2 separate regions of the Danio rerio genome follow, and region 2 is linked to region 1. The links are chromatin contacts, called in public HiChIP or PLAC-seq maps. All regions are on one chromosome and are shown on one strand. Each heading gives the region's core, a stretch centred on a gene start, on an enhancer-like site or on the middle of the called end of the contact. The rest is flanking DNA. Distances are from core to core; before and after follow the strand shown.

Region 1 (4,878 bases), core at 1,049-3,548:
ACTGCATTTGATATCCCACAATCTTGGATTTCTGACACAAGCTAAGATGAAGCTCTGCAGGGTGTCCTTTTGTGTGTAAATAAGTTTTTGTTCATGTGGCAATAAGTTAGTTAGCAAATATTACCATTGCTCTCTCTGTTTTGTTGTAATGTCCACTTGTACATGAATAAATTGTCCTGCTGTCTCATGAGTCTGTCTGAATCAGTTTTATGAGGTGCCTTCATGCACAAAGGCTGCCTCCAAAGTGCCTGCCTAATAGGACAGTGAGCCAACAAGTGAAATGCATAAGCATTTTGGACACAGCCAATGTTTTCTCAATGGGGTATATGCAAACAGACTTTCAATTTCAGCCAGCCAGCCTCAGCGCTTCCGGTGAACTGTCTTTCTATTATTAAAGTGTCACATTTAAGGACTGATTTCTTTAAAAATCAGTGATCTTCACTGCCTGATATACGATATCTATCAGGACTAAACAAGAAGCAATGCATTAAATTCCATTTTCTCCCCGCATCTCTTTAAAATATGATTATTTTATTAATTTTGTTTATTTTAACCCAGTATTTTCAATGGAGTTTCGGCGCTCGCCCGCTGATCGTGACGGCACTAGCAGTTACACCCTTTTCATTTCGTACCTTGAACAACTAATGAATGTTTAAGTCTATTTAACTGAATGTATTGTAATTGCAGTACAAAATCGATGCTGTAAAAGGAACCTTATGAAATTGAAAATAGTCAAGTTAAACTTTCACCGGAAGTTTATCATTTGCTGAAAAACACTATAGCTGTGCATACGCCCCATTCAAATGAATAGACACTTACAGTAAGCTGTTCCATACACTTTTACTATTATTATTATTATTATTAGTAGTAGTATTATTAACTCAGTGCCACAAGAAAAAGAGGTATTACATGTCACATATTTTTCTGAAAAATAAATAAATAAATAAATAAATAAAATAAAGTAAAATTACATTTACATGAAATTAAATGTTTTCAGAGCATTACATGTTTTTGTTGTGATTGTTCTAATAGATTTACATATGATATGAAGTCATTTACAAAATGGGAAAGGTTTGGTTTACATTGAGCCCACTTTTTCTTGTGTATATGGTATTTTCCAAACAGCATAAACGAATTAAAAATATGTTCTCATTATCAGAATAAAACAGTACATGAAATAAAATAATTTCTATTTTATACTCCATTTTTTTAATAAGCAATTCAAAATCTTTCCTAAATATTATTGAGTAAATACAATAAAAAAAGATGCAAAACTGTTTCTTTTTCTCAAAATTCACACACATATAAAATATTAAGTTTAAATCTTTCCAAGACATGTTTAGCAGGATAGATTCTATGGAGTATTTTCTACGACACTTCTTTAATTTTGTTATATATGCAAAACTTACTAGTCAACTTCCAAGCCTTAACCCAATAAATAAGTTACTATCAAACAATGAAAGCCAAAAATATCTTGCTGTAGGTATAGACAACGAGCTGTTCCATACATCACAACTTAAGCAGATACCATGTGAATACACTTCAAAGTCCACTAAAGGTGAATCAGAGTATACTGCAAAGTAATGTGATTGGATAATATAGAGGCACACCCACGTGGGTCATTACATACCCTTTTCTGTAGAACCGAGGACCCTTCCATCTCAACTCAGACCATCTCTGGCTGTATACTCACTCAAAATAATTACTGATATATTTATTTATTTGTAAATCGACCACTCCAAAACTCTTTTTTTCCCTTTAAGGCAAATAAACTGCTCAGTTAAGACGAAGAAGAAAAGGTTTCGATGGATGATACATAGCCTACAGGTCCTGACTGGAAGAAGAAGCGTTTGAGCTGAACACTGTTGCTATGGTTACTTGGAGTCGCGACTTTAGTTCGTTAGTTTTTTTTAAAGCTCCAGATGAAAATGCGCTCCGACGGACTGTAGCTAATGTATGTTTTCTGCTTAAACATTTTAAGAAAACATAGGACACCATTCGCTTACACTATGTTTTAAACTCACGCTTTTAAAGAACAAAGTCTCAGTTTGAGATATTCGCAGACGCGGAGGGCTAGAATCCTCAACTCGTTATAGTCGCTGCCGGACTGGCTCTGAACAGTTGACTGCGCGCTTGAGACCGAGAGGCTCCGGGCTCCGGGGATGCGACGCAGACCGTCGCCAATGTTGCCGCTGAGATGAGTGTGGCGTTTGAGCAACAGCCCGGAGTGTGTGTGTGTGACTCACTGTGATCCGAGGTGACAGTCCAGATAACTGTGGGGCTGACAATGCACCGACTACCAAACATTCATTGAATTTAATGGGAGCTACTGGGAAATCCACTGTGGCATAGGCTAATTTATCGTGCGCTGGAAGTTGCATGAAAACGGATTTTCTATGAGTACAGTGACATTTTGTAAGTGGAATGGATTGGATTTGTTTTCGGGAAGGTGCACGACTATACCTGTTCGCGGCAACTTTGCCGTTTTTTCTTGAAGAGTGGAGCAAAGGGGAAACTTTAATGTGTCGTTACACTGCTCCATAAGAATGGCGATGACAAAGGCGAACTTAAGCTGTCTGGATAGTTTATCCCAGGGAAACAACTGTCTCACCGCCAGGAGCACGTCTCCCGGGGTCGCGGCCACCCTCGCCGGCGTGTTGATCTTCACCACCGTGGCTGATATCGTTGGAAATCTGCTGGTCATCTTGTCCGTCTACAGGAACAAGAAACTGAGGAATGCAGGTGTGAAGTCCTCCTGGGAGAGATAACTGTGTACTGTAATGACAGGCAAACATCTTATAATTTTATAGAGGTTTTATAGATGTTTTTATTACAATATGTAGTAATTGTTTAAAGATATAGTATGCTAAGAATTTAAAAACACTTACATGTAAGCAGATTGTCTTTCGCTTGTTAACAGCTGTTGTTGTCAGTTTGGCATAGATCATAGATCACACACACACAAACATGCATGTATTTATATTTGCCAGCACGTCATATATTTTTATTTCAAATTGGGAAGAAATATTATCAGTAGTTTACAGAATAAAACATTTTATATGACATTTTACTCAAGCACACATAAACACTTTAAAATATTAATACAGATAATTGATAACTGGTCTCTGTAAATATATATATAGTTCATATAGGTAGTTCATTGCAATGTTGGAAACTGAGAAGAAGCAGGTCTTATATGCTAAATCAACACCTATGCAACATGCTTCCCTGTGCTCTATGTTTTGATGCTCCCTCTTCCCCGGAGTTACATAAGACACCGGCAAAACATGGCTGTCTTTTTTGTATTGTGTAACAAAACAAGATATAAGATGTTAAATATCATAATAACCCACGTTTTTTTGATGTGCAAAGACCTGTCAGGAGAATGTAACCCAAGGCATGATCGCTTCAACAGAAGCACGTAAGCAAACAACTCAGTTTACAGGGCTTTATTTTATACTGCAGGCTGAGCGATGAAGGAACAGTTGCCAGATATGTGAGACCATTACAATACAGTCAAATTATAAAACACAATGTCTCTCATATACAGTGGAGTCTAAAAGTCTGGGAGCTTTACCGAAAATGCTTCGTAAATCTATAAGATCCTTTAATTATAAATTAAATTTTCATAAACATACTAACACTTTAAGTGTAAGGCTTAATTGAAAAGAGCAATGATTAAAAAAATCTTAATAATCCATGTCAAGCAGTGTATTTTGAAGATATTCCAAAGGGCATCTTGTTTTTCGGTGCTGGAAAATCTGACCTTTTTTTCAGAGGAGTTCACATGTTCCAAATTTGATTATTTGACTAAAAATAGTTCAGAATCATTGTAATTCATTGTATAACATCTAAATCTTTCACTTTCTTGCCAGTTAGATTTTACATCCTGGCTTGTTGGTATGTCCTGAGACTTTCTGACCTCTTTGTGTACAGGATATGTTAAAGAACCTGTTGCTTGCTACATTATCTGATTTCCTTCTGTATTGCATGTAATCTTATATATGTGAGAGCGAAGGAGCAGAGCTTTGCCTGCGAGGGATAGATATGTTTATCAGTTTCAGCTATTCCACTTGATTAAGTCCTACTCGCCTGTTGGTATGAAGATGATATGAGCAGAGGAGACAGAAGCATGAAAGGGATCTTCTGTGAACATCTTATTAGAGCTGAAGTGCCATCATCCGACCACAGTGGGCTGTTTACACACGTTTGAAGCAATCTGGGAGACGAGCATTTCTCAGTATTAGAACACAGTGGTTGATTATCTATATTGGGGTCCACAAAAGGGAATTAGGAAATGTGCATTGATCTTATGGAGAGGACATGCTCCAGTGTGGCTGGCGTTGTTTTTTGTGTATATTCCTTTCATCAGACCATTCCGATCGCTGCAGCTGCTCACAACTGTACTGGCAGCGTGTCGAAATCCCACCGCCTCAGATCATGCGGTATTTTCCAAGCCTGCCCTTAGCCATGAGCTGCTGGAGTGGATGTATTAAGAAGGGAGATCCAGCTTTGTTGGTTGTCATGACTGGGATGGACGAACCCCAGACTCATAACTCATTGCATTCACGCTCAGCTGATTCCACCTCAATAGGGACGTGTCAGAATTTTGAATGTTGTTTTTTGGAAAATTCTGTAAGATCTGATTCTTGTGTGTTATATAGGTGGGAATGCATTCGAAAAGAGAGGCACGTGAGCTGCTGGTGCAGTTTTGGTGATTTTTTTTTTCTCTCTTAATGTTTATTTATGTGCTGTTCATGCCTTTAAGCACAGAACAAGTTGCGAGAGACTGGAAATCACTGGGGACAGAGACAGCAGGATCAGGACATGGCACTGGCTTTTTCATGCCTTTTAGACGCATGCATGATTGCACACTGT
Region 2 (4,878 bases), core at 976-3,475, 47 kb after region 1:
TTGTATTATTTTAAGATATAAGCCTACTATTTCACTTACTTGAATGGACATGATTAAAAACAAATATAAATGTTGTACAGATTTCAGTCAATGGTGTTAAAGACAGCAAAATGTAGTGCCTGTAATGCTAATTAAGTTCATATTTTGGATGAAATATATTTCACAAAGAACATTCAAACTCATTTGTTGTATTTCTTCAAAATTAAGTTAATTGGCCTTCTTAAAAAAATGATTCAACTTATAATTGATTCTCTTCTGGACTTTACCTTTGGTGGCCTTTCCGTCAGTGGGAAAATGTAATTGCTTTTATTTTATGCAGATTATAGGCAAAGGAAAAAATGTGTTTTCACTGTGATGTCATGAAATGGAAACGTGATAAGTTATTTGCTTTTTTTATTGCAAAAAAAAAAAACAAGTGTTTGCATGTTATAATGTGATTGTTGGAAATGTTTTACAGAAGATGGAAAATATAATTCAATTTTATTTGGGAAATGTCATATATATATATATATATATATATATATATATATATATATATATATATATATATATATATATATATATATATATATATATATATATATATATATAAAGCAAAATGTACAAAGAGATTTTCCACTGTTCCAGTTTATTTATTTCTATTAATTAAATTATTACTGTATTTTTTTTACTTTAGTCTCAGTTCAAAATAATAAAACCTATTGAGACATATTTGCTTTTCATTCATTCATTCATTTTCCTTCGGCTTAGTCCTTACTTATCAGAGGTCGCCACTGCGGAATGAACCGCCAACTATTCCCGCATATGTTTTACACAGCGGATGCCCTTCCAGTAATGACAAAACTTTGCTTTTAAAATAGATTTTCTTTTTTAGATTGATGATAAAAAAGTTTGATATATTTCATACAATAAAATATGTTTGTGTTCGTATTTATTTTGCTTTAGAAAATTGGAAAAAAAATAGAAAAGAAAGAAAAAGAAATAACACAACAGAATTAGTTTTAAGTGGACAATCCAATTAAAAACCTAGTCACCCAAATTCAGTCCTTTTTTCTCAAGATGTGTTTTTTCATGTTGGCTCTAAGATCAAAAATGTCTTCAATTAAAATAATTGTGTCCTACAAAAATAAAGTCCAATATATCTTCAAATAAAATGTAGTAAAATATTTGACAACCATCCCAGGCTTTCTGTTAATTAAGAGGGAAGAGAGACAAAAATCTCATATTTCTAGAAATTACAGAAGGAAATGAGGTCATCATCTACATACTTCATTCATTCAATTATTCTCCTTTGGCTTAGTCCCTGTACTCATCAGGGGTCGCCACAGCAGAATTACCCACCAATATATCCAGCATATGTTTTACATAGCAGATACCCTATCAGCTGCAACCCAGCACTGGGAAATACCCATGCACTCTCACATTCACACACACACACTCGATATGGCCAATTTAGCTTATGCAGTTCACCTACAGCGCATCTCTTTGGATTGTGGGGGAAACTGGAGCACACAGAGGAAACCCACATGAAAACGGGGAGCAAACACCACACAAAAATGCCAACTGGTCCAGTCGGGACTCGAACCAGCAACTCTCTTGCTGTGAGACGACAGTGCTAACCACTGAGCCACCATATCGTTGTCATCATCTACAGGTACTTACTAGACCTATAATCTATCTGTCCTTTACCACATTTACATTTTAAAGTATGACAACTTGTACTGAACTTTTACTGTAATGTGCTTACATTTAACACTAGCAGTACAAAAACAGTTTTAGTGCTAACTATTGAATAAAATGAGCATGTTTTCTTTGTCTTCAACTACAGCAGCAGATTACTTTGAATACAGTATTATACTGCAAATGTCTGATATGCAGTAAGTTACTGTAAATGTTTGAAAATCACCCACAATCCAGTGCACGTTTGTATCTTTTTAAGTAGGACATACTTTAGGCTACTTCGTGGTGCTCTCTCTATCTCTCTCTCTCTCTCTGTTTAAATGTACAATAATAAAATAGTATGCTAATACTTACTGTGAAAGGTGATATGAACTGAATATCAAACTGTTCATATGAAGACAATATCCAGTCGTGTATGAGATCCAGAACATTATAAGGTTCTGAGAGTCTTTAATCAGTTCGCCGCCTGCACTGCTCGAGCGGCGCCCTCTAGCGGACATGCGCAAACACTGACAGACACTACTGCTGTCATGACCATACAGATCATGTGACAAAGACCCGGAAGCGCGAATAATTCAAGATGTCGCAGCACTGAATAACAAGGGATTGAGTTCCAACGGTTTTCTTATTTTGGTCGATGAAAAAAAACACAAAATGCAAAATTACGACAAGAAAGAGGTGGGCTCAGTGCCCGGAGCCATGCCTGATTTCAGAGGGTAAGATAACCTGCATCGTATGCCTATTTCACATAAGTTAATTCTGCTCAAACTGCACGTGACCTCGTATCAAAATCACAATCAATAAACACATGAAATTTAGCGGATTCAAATCAACTAGACACCTTTACACATATTTAACATGAAGTGTACATGATAGTACACTTGATTTCGTTTAATATTCAGATTTCCAGTCGTACTTAGACTAATCTCTCCATGTCCTCTTTCTTCCTCTTTCTTCATTCAGGAATGACGGGTCTCTTGTCTCTGTGCTCAAGACTCTACTGTTTTTCACTATTCTGATGATAACTCTACCCATCGGACTGTATTTTACATCAAAGTCCCTTCTCTTTGAAGGTATTTCGCTTTAAAGGCAGATCAGCCATGTATTTACCTAACGTTATTTAAATATTTATAACAACTCTGATGATCTCATTATTATTGGCTCCATTGTGCTCAGTACTGTATATTTATACTGTCCACATCACAGCCCATTGCTAAATATCTGTGCCGTGCTGCATTGCAAGTCAGTATATTAAATTTGTCAGGAGGTTGTGATGGTGTTAGTGAGGCACATTCGAGTGGAATGACATTTCCTCTGCTGCCAACTCTCAAGACAAACTCAACCAGTTTCAAAAACAGGCACATTATATTTAGGTGATCTAATGTCATTGCTACAATCTGTTATCAAATTAGCTTGATAAGTAAATTAGCCTATCTATACAAAAAAAAAAAAGAAAAAAAAAGTGAAGCTCAATCAGCTAGCTAGCTATTGTAGCTGGTTCATGTTCAGTTTAGTTTGCACCAGGTTTTAGCTACTGTAAAGGCAGTTTTTTCTTTAATCAGTCATTGTTGCTTTGGTATCTTAAAACATTATTGCACATTGAACAGTTAGTATTGCACAAAAGCAATAGTTGAGGGGATGAAGCTTTGATTTTCAAGCTATCCTGGTTAAATTTGGCCCTCAATCAGTTGCATGAAAACAGGCCAAATTAGGTTACTACAGCAGTTTGTTCATTGCTGCTAGCCTGCTCCGGAGCAAGATTTATCTGCTACTTTCACAGTCAAATGAATTAGAAATTATTTTATTTATGTTCATATATTGCCATTTCAGATTTCTGTATAAGGGAGCGATATATTGTTTTATATATACTGTGTGTGTGTGTGTGTGTGTGTGTGTGTGTGTATATAAATATTCATTTATTATTTATTGTATGTAGTTTTAAAATTAAATGATTACTCCAATCATTATCACTTTTATTACTATTATCATTAATAACATTAATAATACAAATAAATAATAATAAAATTAATATTAAAGTGATTTCTGAAGGATCATTTGACTGAAGATTGGAGTGATGAAGCTGAAAATTCCTCTTTAAATCACAAATAAATCATGAATAGTTTTGAACGTTATTTTATAGAGCAACAACATTTCACAATTTTACAAATTTTACTGTATTTTTGATAAAATAAATGCAGCCTTGGTGAGCAGGAGAAGCTTATTTTAAAACATTTCAAAATCATGCGGACCCCAATCTTTTGACTTGTAGTGTGTATTTTTTTTTTCTTAAAAAAAGCAGGAATCTCACTCCAACTATAATGACAGCAGGCATGGGCCAGTATAAGAATTCTGACCGTTTGATAACCTTGAATAAAAAATCATGGTTTCCTGGTTTTGTGATTACTGCTCTAAAATATGTTCTTTTTAAATGTCTGGGTATAATACAAAGACTTTTTTTCCACTGAATACGATATATTTTATTTTAGGAAATTTTTAAAATATTTTGGCCTAGTAGCTTTTGATGAAGAAGTTCCTTTTCTGCTGGAGATACTGTTGTCCTAAAAAACTAAATAAAATAGTTGTGAAAAACCTGTATAATATATATATATATATATATATATATATATATATATATATATATATATATATATATATATATATATATATATAACAGAAAACGTTGGCGGTTTTAAAACCTTGACTTTTCCAATCTGCAAACTTGCAGCAAAGAGAGCAAACTTTGTTGCTCTCGCCATCTTCATGTGAACGTACAGTAAGAGTGCAAAAGAGTTTTTTTTTTTTATGAGTGAGAGAGCGAGAGTGTGTTTCCACAAGTGGTTTGTCAAGCCCACTCACCTGATTTAGGTAACAGGTTGTCAGAAGTTATTTTGTTACACAAGGCACGTGATTTTAAAAATGTATACGAGTAGATCATTGCATGAGTCATGCAGTTTCCTATCAAATTTGTCAGTTTTGATTTTATAGTGACGTTAAAGGGACACTTCAGTTTAAAGGTTCTGTTAATTTACCACTCTCAGGCTATTAAATATGTGTTCCTTTTTTCTTTCAGCAGATTTTATGAATCGCCAAAGATTTCTGTTAGAAAACGACTTTACTCTTGGGTAGCCTAAGAATGTTTTTTGTGAGAATTGTCCTTTTGAAGTTAGGGTTTGGGATTTTTCAGAGAAAAATAGTTTT

The links. HiChIP or PLAC-seq counts read pairs in DNA pulled down with a chosen protein or histone mark.
Region 2: a contact with region 1 is called in an H3K4me3 HiChIP or PLAC-seq map of gastrula embryo, with 4 times the contacts expected there. The contact joins the promoter of vma21 here to the promoter of mtnr1c in region 1. A contact is called at or near these places in 1 of 18 Hi-C or Micro-C datasets (caudal fin) and 2 of 4 datasets of contacts at active chromatin or transcription factors (embryo and gastrula embryo).

What each region holds. Positions count from the first base shown.
Region 1 is chr5:23,329,367-23,334,244 of GRCz12tu, forward strand. mtnr1c (melatonin receptor 1C) reads left to right here and starts at 2,299. Exons shown (of 2, transcript NM_001161484.1): 1 at 2,299-2,742. The coding sequence starts at 2,547.
Region 2 is chr5:23,376,397-23,381,274 of GRCz12tu, forward strand. vma21 (vacuolar ATPase assembly factor VMA21) reads left to right here and starts at 2,226. Exons shown (of 3, transcript NM_001202424.1): 1 at 2,226-2,396; 2 at 2,644-2,753. The coding sequence starts at 2,335.